Linked DNA regions of Zea mays: all the other regions are linked to region 2. Evidence: chromatin contacts called from public Hi-C data. All regions are on one chromosome and are shown on one strand. The core of a region is the stretch at or near the end of the contact, and the rest is flanking DNA. Distances in the headings are between cores, read along the strand shown. Region 1 holds the start of LOC100284987 (prenylated Rab receptor 2). Region 2 holds the start of LOC100281108. Region 3 holds the start of LOC732738 (WRKY DNA-binding protein 1).

What was found. A called contact is a pair of places that touch in the nucleus more often than the background predicts.
Region 1: a contact with region 2 is called in a Hi-C map of ear, with 3 times the contacts expected there. The contact joins the promoter of LOC100284987 here to the promoter of LOC100281108 in region 2. A contact is called at or near these places in 11 of 25 Hi-C or Micro-C datasets (bundle sheath, ear, endosperm and 4 more).
Region 3: a Hi-C map of ear shows a contact between it and region 2, with 1.6 times the contacts expected there. The contact joins the promoter of LOC732738 here to the promoter of LOC100281108 in region 2. A contact is called at or near these places in 3 of 25 Hi-C or Micro-C datasets (ear and leaf).

The regions. Positions count from the first base shown.
Region 1 is chr1:281,577,190-281,580,049 of Zm-B73-REFERENCE-NAM-5.0, reverse strand. LOC100284987 (prenylated Rab receptor 2) reads right to left here and starts at 1,483. Exons shown (of 1, transcript NM_001291646.1): 1 at 142-1,483. The coding sequence starts at 1,341. The coding sequence ends at 463.
Region 2 is chr1:281,357,380-281,360,183 of Zm-B73-REFERENCE-NAM-5.0, reverse strand. It overlaps LOC100281108, which reads right to left and starts at 1,322. Exons shown (of 2, transcript NM_001154027.3): 1 at 495-1,322; 2 at 1-282. The coding sequence starts at 1,253. The coding sequence ends at 142. It also overlaps a transcript of LOC100274394 not described here.
Region 3 is chr1:281,516,465-281,519,499 of Zm-B73-REFERENCE-NAM-5.0, reverse strand. It overlaps LOC732738 (WRKY DNA-binding protein 1), which reads right to left and starts at 1,532. Exons shown (of 4, transcript NM_001112367.1): 1 at 1,373-1,532; 2 at 1-651. The coding sequence starts at 643.

The sequences.
Region 1 (2,860 bases), core at 234-2,733, 220 kb before region 2:
CGGGGGGAACCCAGGTCGACAGAAAATACATTGCAGATGTAGAGCCAAGTTTAGCAGGAACCATGAAGAACTACACAAGATGAAGGAAACGCATTGCAGGGCTGCAGAAGGATAGATATATGGCACAACTCATCAAAGTTATTAAAATTTAGCTAACTTCATCACATTGAGAATTGAGCCTGAAGCATCGGGAACCAGAATGTGCAGGCAAAATCGCAGCTGTCATTCTGAGATGTAGTTAACGAAGATCGAACACCACCATTCGAAACAGCAATTGAATCCAGTTTCACCAGAAATACAGAAAAAAGCTTGACATTTCACACGCCGACAACCAATATTAGACATCGTGATGGTAATTACAAGGAAGATTGCTAATATCTGCAAGCAATAGCATCAAGATCGCTGAACTGCATGAAGGCTGTATGCAAACCATGATGAACACACCACGCCCAGCTGAGCGAATCAACCAATGCGGACATAGGTGGGCAAGATGGGCCCGGCGGCGCTCATGCCAGCTGCCAACAGGCCGTCCCCAGCGGCCTCCTGCTCCGTGAGGAAGAGGTCGTCGGTGGTCCTGAGCGCGGCGTGGGCGCTGACCAGCGCGCCCCCGATCATGACGGAGCCCACCACGTTCCAGCCGACGCTGGTGAAGAGCATGGCGATGACGGTGACCCCGCAGAGCGCGGCGAGCACGGAGCCGTCGTCGAACTCCATCCCCAGGACCCTGAGCGGCTGCCCGCCCTGCGCGGGCCGCGCGAAGTAGAGGAAGAACCAGGCGGCGCAGAGGAAGAGAAGCACGAAGAGCGTGCCGGGGTGCCAGAGCAGCGAGGCCGCCACGACGGCGAGCACGGCCAGCGCGTAGTTGGCGCGGAAGTAGGCGGTGTTGCGGCGCATCCGGGCGATCGCCTCCCCGAGCGACGGCGGCTTGGAGAAGGCCGGCGCGCGGAAGACCTCGCCCCACGGCCGGCGCGCCGCGATGAGCACCTGCCCCTGCTCGCGGAGCCGCGTCACGAGCTCGCCCGCCTTGGCCAGCGGCGAGGGCAGCGCTGTGGGGTCCTCGACCGGGGCGTGGGTGGAGACTCGCGGCGGGAGACGGCTGGGGTTGGGATACGCCGACGGGACCGCCGGGTAGGTTGGGATCTTGGAGTAGCCGGCGCTGCCGCCGGAGGAGGCGGGCGCAGGATAGATGTACCCGCCGCCGCCGGGGGCGGAAGCGGCGGGCGCGACGTAGGAGGCGCCTGAGCCGTACATGGCGGCGGAGGAGGCGGGCGCGACGTAGGCGGCGCCTGAGACGTACGTGGCGGCGGGAGAAGAGGGCTGGGCGGCGGCGGAGTTGCGCATGGTCTCGGGGAGATCGGATTTGCAGGAGGGAGGAGAGGTTAGGGAAAGGTAGGAAGAAGAACAGGACGCGCCCACGGCCCACGCACGCTTCGCTGGTACAGAGAGTCCTTGGTTTCTTTTTCCTTTTTACTCACGACGAACCCGAGAGAAATGAGAATGGTTGCGCGGCGCCGCTTCGCTGGAAAGTTGGTTGGAACGGGCTCCCTATTTGATTCGTGGGGAGGAACTGGTTTTGCTTGCTGGCAAAGCACCCCAGACCGTGTTGACGTCATGCTTAACCAGCATTGGCAAGAAAGGATATATTTTACTTTTGTTTAATTTACTATTTAAAGTATTAAAATCGACAAAGGGAACAAGATAAAATCTTGGACAGAAATATTCTCTATATTTTAAGTATTGTTTAGAGAATGTTGTTAGAGTGGTAGAGAAGAAAATTCTTCCCTAAATATAAGATAGAGAAGGTTTTACTATTCCTTCCTGGAGACAGCCTAGACAATCCTAGCCTGCTACTGAAAGTAGAAGACTATTGTCCAATTTTTTCAACTTAACAACGAACGAACCACATAGCTACTCCTTTTAAGTCAATTCATTCTTCACAACTTTTTTATATATGGACTTGTATATGAAGATAAATCTTATACGATACTTGCAAGTTTAATGATGTACACAACCTTATAGTCCATTGTTTTTTGAGCTTCAAGCTATTTAGAGAACAAAGAGTTCTTGTGATGAAAATGCCTTCAAGACATAGACTAGCAAGTGTGTTTGCAATTTTTGTAATTTATTCTACAGATAAAATATTGTTACTATTTTTTATATATTTTGAGAATAATAACAGTGCAAAGATAGGCAGTTACTTACACGCATCCTTATCCGTATACATGCAAAAGCACTTCTAAGAGGTTGTGCATGCTTCATTCTCTGGTGTTCACGGAGAAATACATCAATTGTCAAGTTTGAAAAAAAGAAGAAAGAAGGACATGCAGCAGCTTCAAATACCAAAAGCTAATCCAAGTCTAGTTTCTAGTACTGCGTCATAACTTTGACATATCCCGCCGTTAAAGAGATGAATCCATATGTTATTTTCTATTATCTAAAAAATATAAAAAAGAATCTACTTCATCTGTCTCAATTGATAATTCGTTTGATTTTTTCACCAAGTTTGACCCTCTCGTTTTATTTAATTTTTTGGAAAAAAGAAAATTTTAAAGCCATACTTAAAGTATATTATATGCTAAACAATATTACAGTGAAAAATTGATAATAATTATGATTTTTTGAATAAAAGGAGCCGGTCAGATTTGAAGTTAAAAAGTCAAATGAATTATAAATTAGAACGGAGGAAGTAATACACTTCAATTCCTCGATAGAAATGCATTACAAGTGGCTTCGCCTCCATTTCGTCAACACAAGTAACCACATGTTTGTAAACGAATGTCAAATGGTATACTAAGCTTGGCCGAATCATTAACCGTTCGAGTATAGTTTTGTTTAACCGTCTTTTTCTTTGAAGAGGAGG
Region 2 (2,804 bases), core at 73-2,572:
TTCTACTTAAAAATAAATCAATAGAGCCAGGGACGCGGATGCTCGTTTTGCGCATCCGGTTCTTAAAGAAAAAAGAATCAAGAAATGAGGCTCGGGGTTCATGTTTCTTTTTCGCTTCTTGTTGTGGGGGAGGATCGCGTGTCAAAACACGTTTTGCACGTGCGATGACGGGCCTGGAAAACCAGGGGCGGCGCTCCCAGCTCCAAGCTGCTGCTGCTGCTTCCTCTCCACTTCCTGCAGCAGAGCCTCCTCCACGCCCCTTTCCACCTCGTCGGCCGCCATCTGCAAACCCAGGACGACAAGAGGAACCGCGTGGTTTAGCTCCAGTGTTGCGTCGATCGAGTAACTAACAACTAACAAGTGGCACACCCCATTGTCCATTGACAATGATTCTTTCGAGGGCGCTGACATGTTGCGGTTAATTTTGAAGTGGATCAGTCATTGTCAGCAAAGCACAAGGACGATTCAACGAGGATGGCGAGAGTGCTGCTCACCGTGGTCTCCACATTCATCTCCGTCCACAGCCTGCGCCCGGACAGGCTGGAGCGGATGCCCCTGGCCCTGACGTCCATGCCCTTGAGGCGCCTGAGCGCCCCGATCATGGAGTCGATGGCGGACGCCGGCTCGTCCACCTCGAACTGCACCTTGACGCACTGCTGCCCGGCGTCGTGGCCCAGGATGCGGGCCTTGAGCTCCTCGTTCCGGCGCTGCAGCTGGTCCCGCGCGCCCCTGAGCTCGTGGATGTACACGGCGGCGGCCTGCACGATGGAGTTCTTGTCGCCCCTGGACCGGGCCGCCACCAGCGCGTGCAGGTCGGCGTAGCTCTGGCTCAGCTTCTCGCGCCGCTGCCGCTCCCGCATCATGTGCCGGAACCCGCGGCTGCTCTCGACGGCGGCGGCGGCGGGGCCTCCCGCCGGCTGCCGCCGCCGGGGCGCCGGCTCTTCCCCGTCCTCCGCCATTGCCATGCTCTGCTCGCGCTGCCCGTCGCCCCCGCCCAGCGCGTCGATCGCCTGCCCGTGCACGCTGGCACCCCCGAACGGCGCTCTCACCCCTACGCCCACGCCCACGGCGCCCGTGTAGTCCTGGAACGAGGCCGGCATCGGCGGCGCGAAGGGCGGCTCCGGCTCCCCTGGCGAGGCAATGAGGCCGATGGGCAGCTCCGGGGAGGGCGGCACCGCAACGTGCGGGTAGAAGGACGGAGCCTCGTCGTGGAAGAAACTGGCGTAGTTGTAGTTGTAGGAGTCCATCTGCATTTCCGGCGTCCAGAGAGCGGAGACTGGTGGAGAGCCGAGAGCCGAGAGCGAGAGCGGTTTGGTTGCGTTGCCGGCAGAGAGTTGTTCGAGCGCGGGTTAAATAGGCACCGGTGCGGTGCAAGTGCAAGGAGGCCGTGGATCAAGATTACGGTCACGTGGTCAAATTGGCGTGTTGAGGGCTTGAGAGGCTCAGGTGCAGTGTCCCGCGTGTGCGAGGAAGAAGGGGACATGGGTGTAGTGGGCCCCACTGGAACAACAAGGCTGGGGGAAAGGTCAAACCTGGGATTTCGCGATTGTTAATTCGGGGTGAGGAGGGAAAAAGAGCACGTGCGAGCCCTGCAGAGACGCGCTTTGAAGTTTGGAGGCTAGCGTACACGTAGGATAGCCGTCTCAGAAGGTTCCACGTAGGGGGCCACTTGGAAACCAAGAGCCGGCGCTGTATTTGCCGCTCGCACCCCCACAAGAACTGCTATTTCAAAGAACTGTCACGCTAAGGGCATGTTTAGATCCACAGGACTAAAATAAAGTTACAAAACTAATTTAGTCACTCCCATTTAGAAAAAGTGACTAGACATTCATTAAAACATTAAATGGAGTGATAGAGGGAAGGTGGGGACCCAAGACTCCACAGTCCTAAGGGAGGTAAGGTGAGGGGAAAGTGGGGACCAGAGACTTTTCAGTTTTAGCTCCTCCATGAGAGCTAAAGGAGCTAAATCATTTTAGTCGTTTTATTTTAGTCCTGTGGATCTAAATATATCCTAAAGCTATCTCCAACACCCTGCTCCCATACTTTTTTCGCGTTTGTAAACTATCCACCAGCAGAGCGTGAACGAGGATGCGAAAAATGAGTGCCCTCCTTCCCATACTTCAAATCCACGGTTTATCTCTTCTCCACAAGTCTATATGTGCCATCTGCATACGCGTTTTTATTAGATAGAGGCGTCCTCTTGTTTACGCACGCGCATTCACACTTCGTGTTTTCCATTGCCCATGTGGCTGCCACTGGACATAACCTAACCGTCGATCTACAAAATTATCGTGCATTTATTGGCTTAATAAGTATATTAGGGGAGAAATTCAAGCACAGGGCACGTGAGCAAGACCAGGACTTCGCCATCCGATCGCGGTACAGTCTCCGTGCCCGCTGCCAGGCTGTAACCAGTAGGGAAGTACCCCCAAAGATTCCATCTCCTTCACCCTCCGTCGCGAAGTTCTCGACGGGCCAACTCATAATTCAAGTGGCCCGACCCACTAACGCGACTAACCATATCAGAAGACGGCGCGACAACTGACGGAAAAGCGGCGACGCCCCCACCGCTTGACATTGGTAGCAGCGGCGGTGCCGCCACACTATCGTCACTAGGAGCCATGGCAGCGTATTGAGGGAAACGACGACCGATAGTTTTCAAGGGGGCTAGGGCGAGAAAGCTTGGTGTCGTGCTCCACGCCGGCATCGCAGTGTCGTCGAGGGGGAAGCAACGACTGCGGTGAGGCGAGACTGAAAGCGACAAACAGTAACTCGGTCCTACGTGCGGGCCGATATGTATAGTC
Region 3 (3,035 bases), core at 283-2,782, 160 kb before region 2:
TACCACCCTGATCACCAAGATTGCTCCTCTTCATCATCTCGCTCTGGATCTTCATCTGCTGCATGAGCTGAAACCTCTGGTAGCTTTGCTGCTGCTGGATGAAATGAAGGTGAGCGGGGGGCAATGCCGGGGTGGGCGTCCCTGCGGGGGGCGCAACGGACACCGGCTGGACCATCTGGACGATCGGAGGGGACTGCGACGTCGACCCCTCCATACCGGCAGTCGGCTTCTCTAGCAGCAACCTCTTGGGGAACTGGGTAGGGATCCTGACAGGATCCTTAGACGACGAGCCCTCAAACTGGTGGTACCTCGGGAACAGCTGGAGGCCAAGGATCGGGCTCGGGCTGGGCGTCTTGGCCGGAGCAGCGGCGGCGGCCACCGCAGAGCTCTCGAGGAAGAGGTTGCTGTCGAAGATGTGCAGGGGCTTCTTGACCTTCCTGACCCTAGCGTGGCCCTGCAGTAGGCCATCGCCGTTGGAGTTGGAGAGCTTGGCCGTCAGTGAGCCGAACTTGGCGACGGCCTCCCCGGTGGCGGCCACGAGCTCCTTGCTGGGGACGAGCTGGCCGTGCGGGTTGGAGAGGAGCGCCAGCACCCGGTGGCAGCTCTCCACTGCCGTCCTGTTGGCCTCCTCCATCCCCTCCATGGACGGGCCTGCCTGCAACGAAGCAAATCAATCACTGAAACCAACAACCACTGGTCGAGCAGCCGCGGAGCAGTTTCTCGCGGTGACAGCACGAGCATTCCTCTCCGCACACGGAGGTAAAAAAAAAAAAATACAGACACAGGCTGATACGCGCCGGTGGCTCTAATCATTCCATGCCACCCCACCCCTAGATTTGCATCCAGAACAAATACACTAATAAGTAAGCCGGCCGAAACGCAGCAGCAGATTCCCACAATGATGAGGCGCATGGAAGGCGGCATTTCGGCGACCCGGGGGGCAAGCTAAAAAGCTGGGCATCCGAGCACGGGAGCATGGCGCTCAAAGCAATGGTCCAAATCAGTACCAAAACTAGGCAACATGACAAGCCAACCCAACCCAGCAAACACCTGAAAACCTACACGGCGCCGCTAGCGGAAAGCTCAGGAGCCATCGCCATCGCCGCCGCCACCCCTGCTGCAGCTCTTGCCCCCAGTCCCCCCCCCCCCCCCCCCCCCCCCCCCCTCTCACCGGTAAAATACATCCGCTGAAAAAACACCAAGGCGGGGGAAACCCTACGACGCGCGCCAGCAAGCAGCAAGCAATCGGCCGCTTCGCGCCCGCGCGCGTCCATGGGCACGAGGCCTAAGCTCGGCGCACCAAATCGCGCGGGGGAGGGAGAGCAGAGCACGTACGCGCCATGCAGAACCAGAGAAGGAGGAGGCCACGAACCTCGCCGAGCGAAGCCCGGCCCCGGTGGTGCGGTGACGACGAGCTCGGGAGGGTGGAGGTGGAGACGCTCTCGCGCCCTCGCCCGTGTTCCGTTCCGCCTGCGCAGACGGAGTGGTACGAGTCCAAACTCCAAAGGCCGCCCGGCGCTCGGCTCGGTAGAGTGGTCAGTGGTGGAGTGAGCGACGGTTTTATATATACATATAAATAAACAAACAAATACTGGTACTGGTAGGAGGGAGGGGTTGGCTGGCGCTGGCGCCGCAGGCCGCAGCGGAGGCGCAGTGCCCTCGCTTTTCCCGGCCTTTTCTTTATTCCGCTTTGTGCTCGCTCCCCCTGTCGTCTCGTCTCGTATTCCCTTCCTCGGGCCGGGCGTGCAGCGTGCTAGAAATACTGCTTGCAGGAGGGGGGAAGGCGGGGCCCGTGGCGATCCCGGCCGTCCATCGCGCCCGTCCTTGTCCTGTGCTTGGACTTTTTCTTTATGTCTGGTTTTTTTTATTTTAGTTTTCTGAGGGTCGGGAGGGTGGTGGTGGTGGGGCTGGCCGCTAGCCTCCGGACGGGCTGCCGTTTCGTCAAAGGTGTGAGCTGTGTCAGAGGCCAGACACAGTGGACAGTGGTGGTCGTGTGGGGCCCGCGGTCTCTCTCTCTCTCCCTTCTCCTCGCCGTCGCGAGCGAGCGTTGGGGGATTGGGGCGTTGGACTCGCCGGTGCGCTGGATACCGGTGTGGTGCGCTGTGCGTGAGCCAGTGCTAATAGTTCTTTCTGTACTACTACTGCTGTCTACTACTGTAGTAGTGCTACCATCGGCTGCCGCTGATGTTTTTTTTCCTTGGCTGGAATTAATCGTGCTAGCTAGAGAGATATGCTATATATCGTATCCGGGGAGTGTCCACTTCGTAATTATGCCATTGCCAGCTAAATGTGTCTAACTATGAATCAAATCTTCGAAATATTCGGTTCCATGCATCACTATGTAAACTTAATTGTAGCATATCCTTCCTATAGATAGATATCTCAGTACGCAAATTAATTACTACTACTATGTATCCAGGTTGGCACATGCTACGAGCGGTTTGTTTCACCCGTAGAGATTTTCATAGACGACAAAATAACTTGAGGGAAGCTATACTATTATATTATTAGTTGTCTAGCTGCACAGACCATCGCGTGGCAGTGTAGTTTTTTTAGTTAAAATCAATCGGACTAAAACAATAAACTATAGATTAAATCAGACCCAAAAGGATGCACAGCTCATAACTTATTGTATAGGGCTCTCTGCGCCATATCTTTTTTTTTTTTGCCTAGAGATATCTCATTTTATAGCACTAGCTAGCGGCATATCGTCGGTTACTTTCTATAGATAAAAATCTACTAGTATATCCGTACAGGTGAACCTAGTTGTATAGGCGCATCTCGTGGCCTTGCTCGGTCTACTGTGGTGATGTGTGCTAGCTATGGCCTATATGTATGTATCGAAATTGCTAGCTTTCGGTGTCTGCTGGTGCCTTACGTGGAAGTTTACATGCCGCTGCTAGGCGTTCGCAGCTGGTAGAACTCAGCGCGCCCGGCCGCAGAGGATCCGCGCATCCTCCCCTGAAGCCGTTGGAGAGAGCTACTATACGTACGGCGAACGACCGCGCAACACGTACAAGACAAAGGGAGGAGTG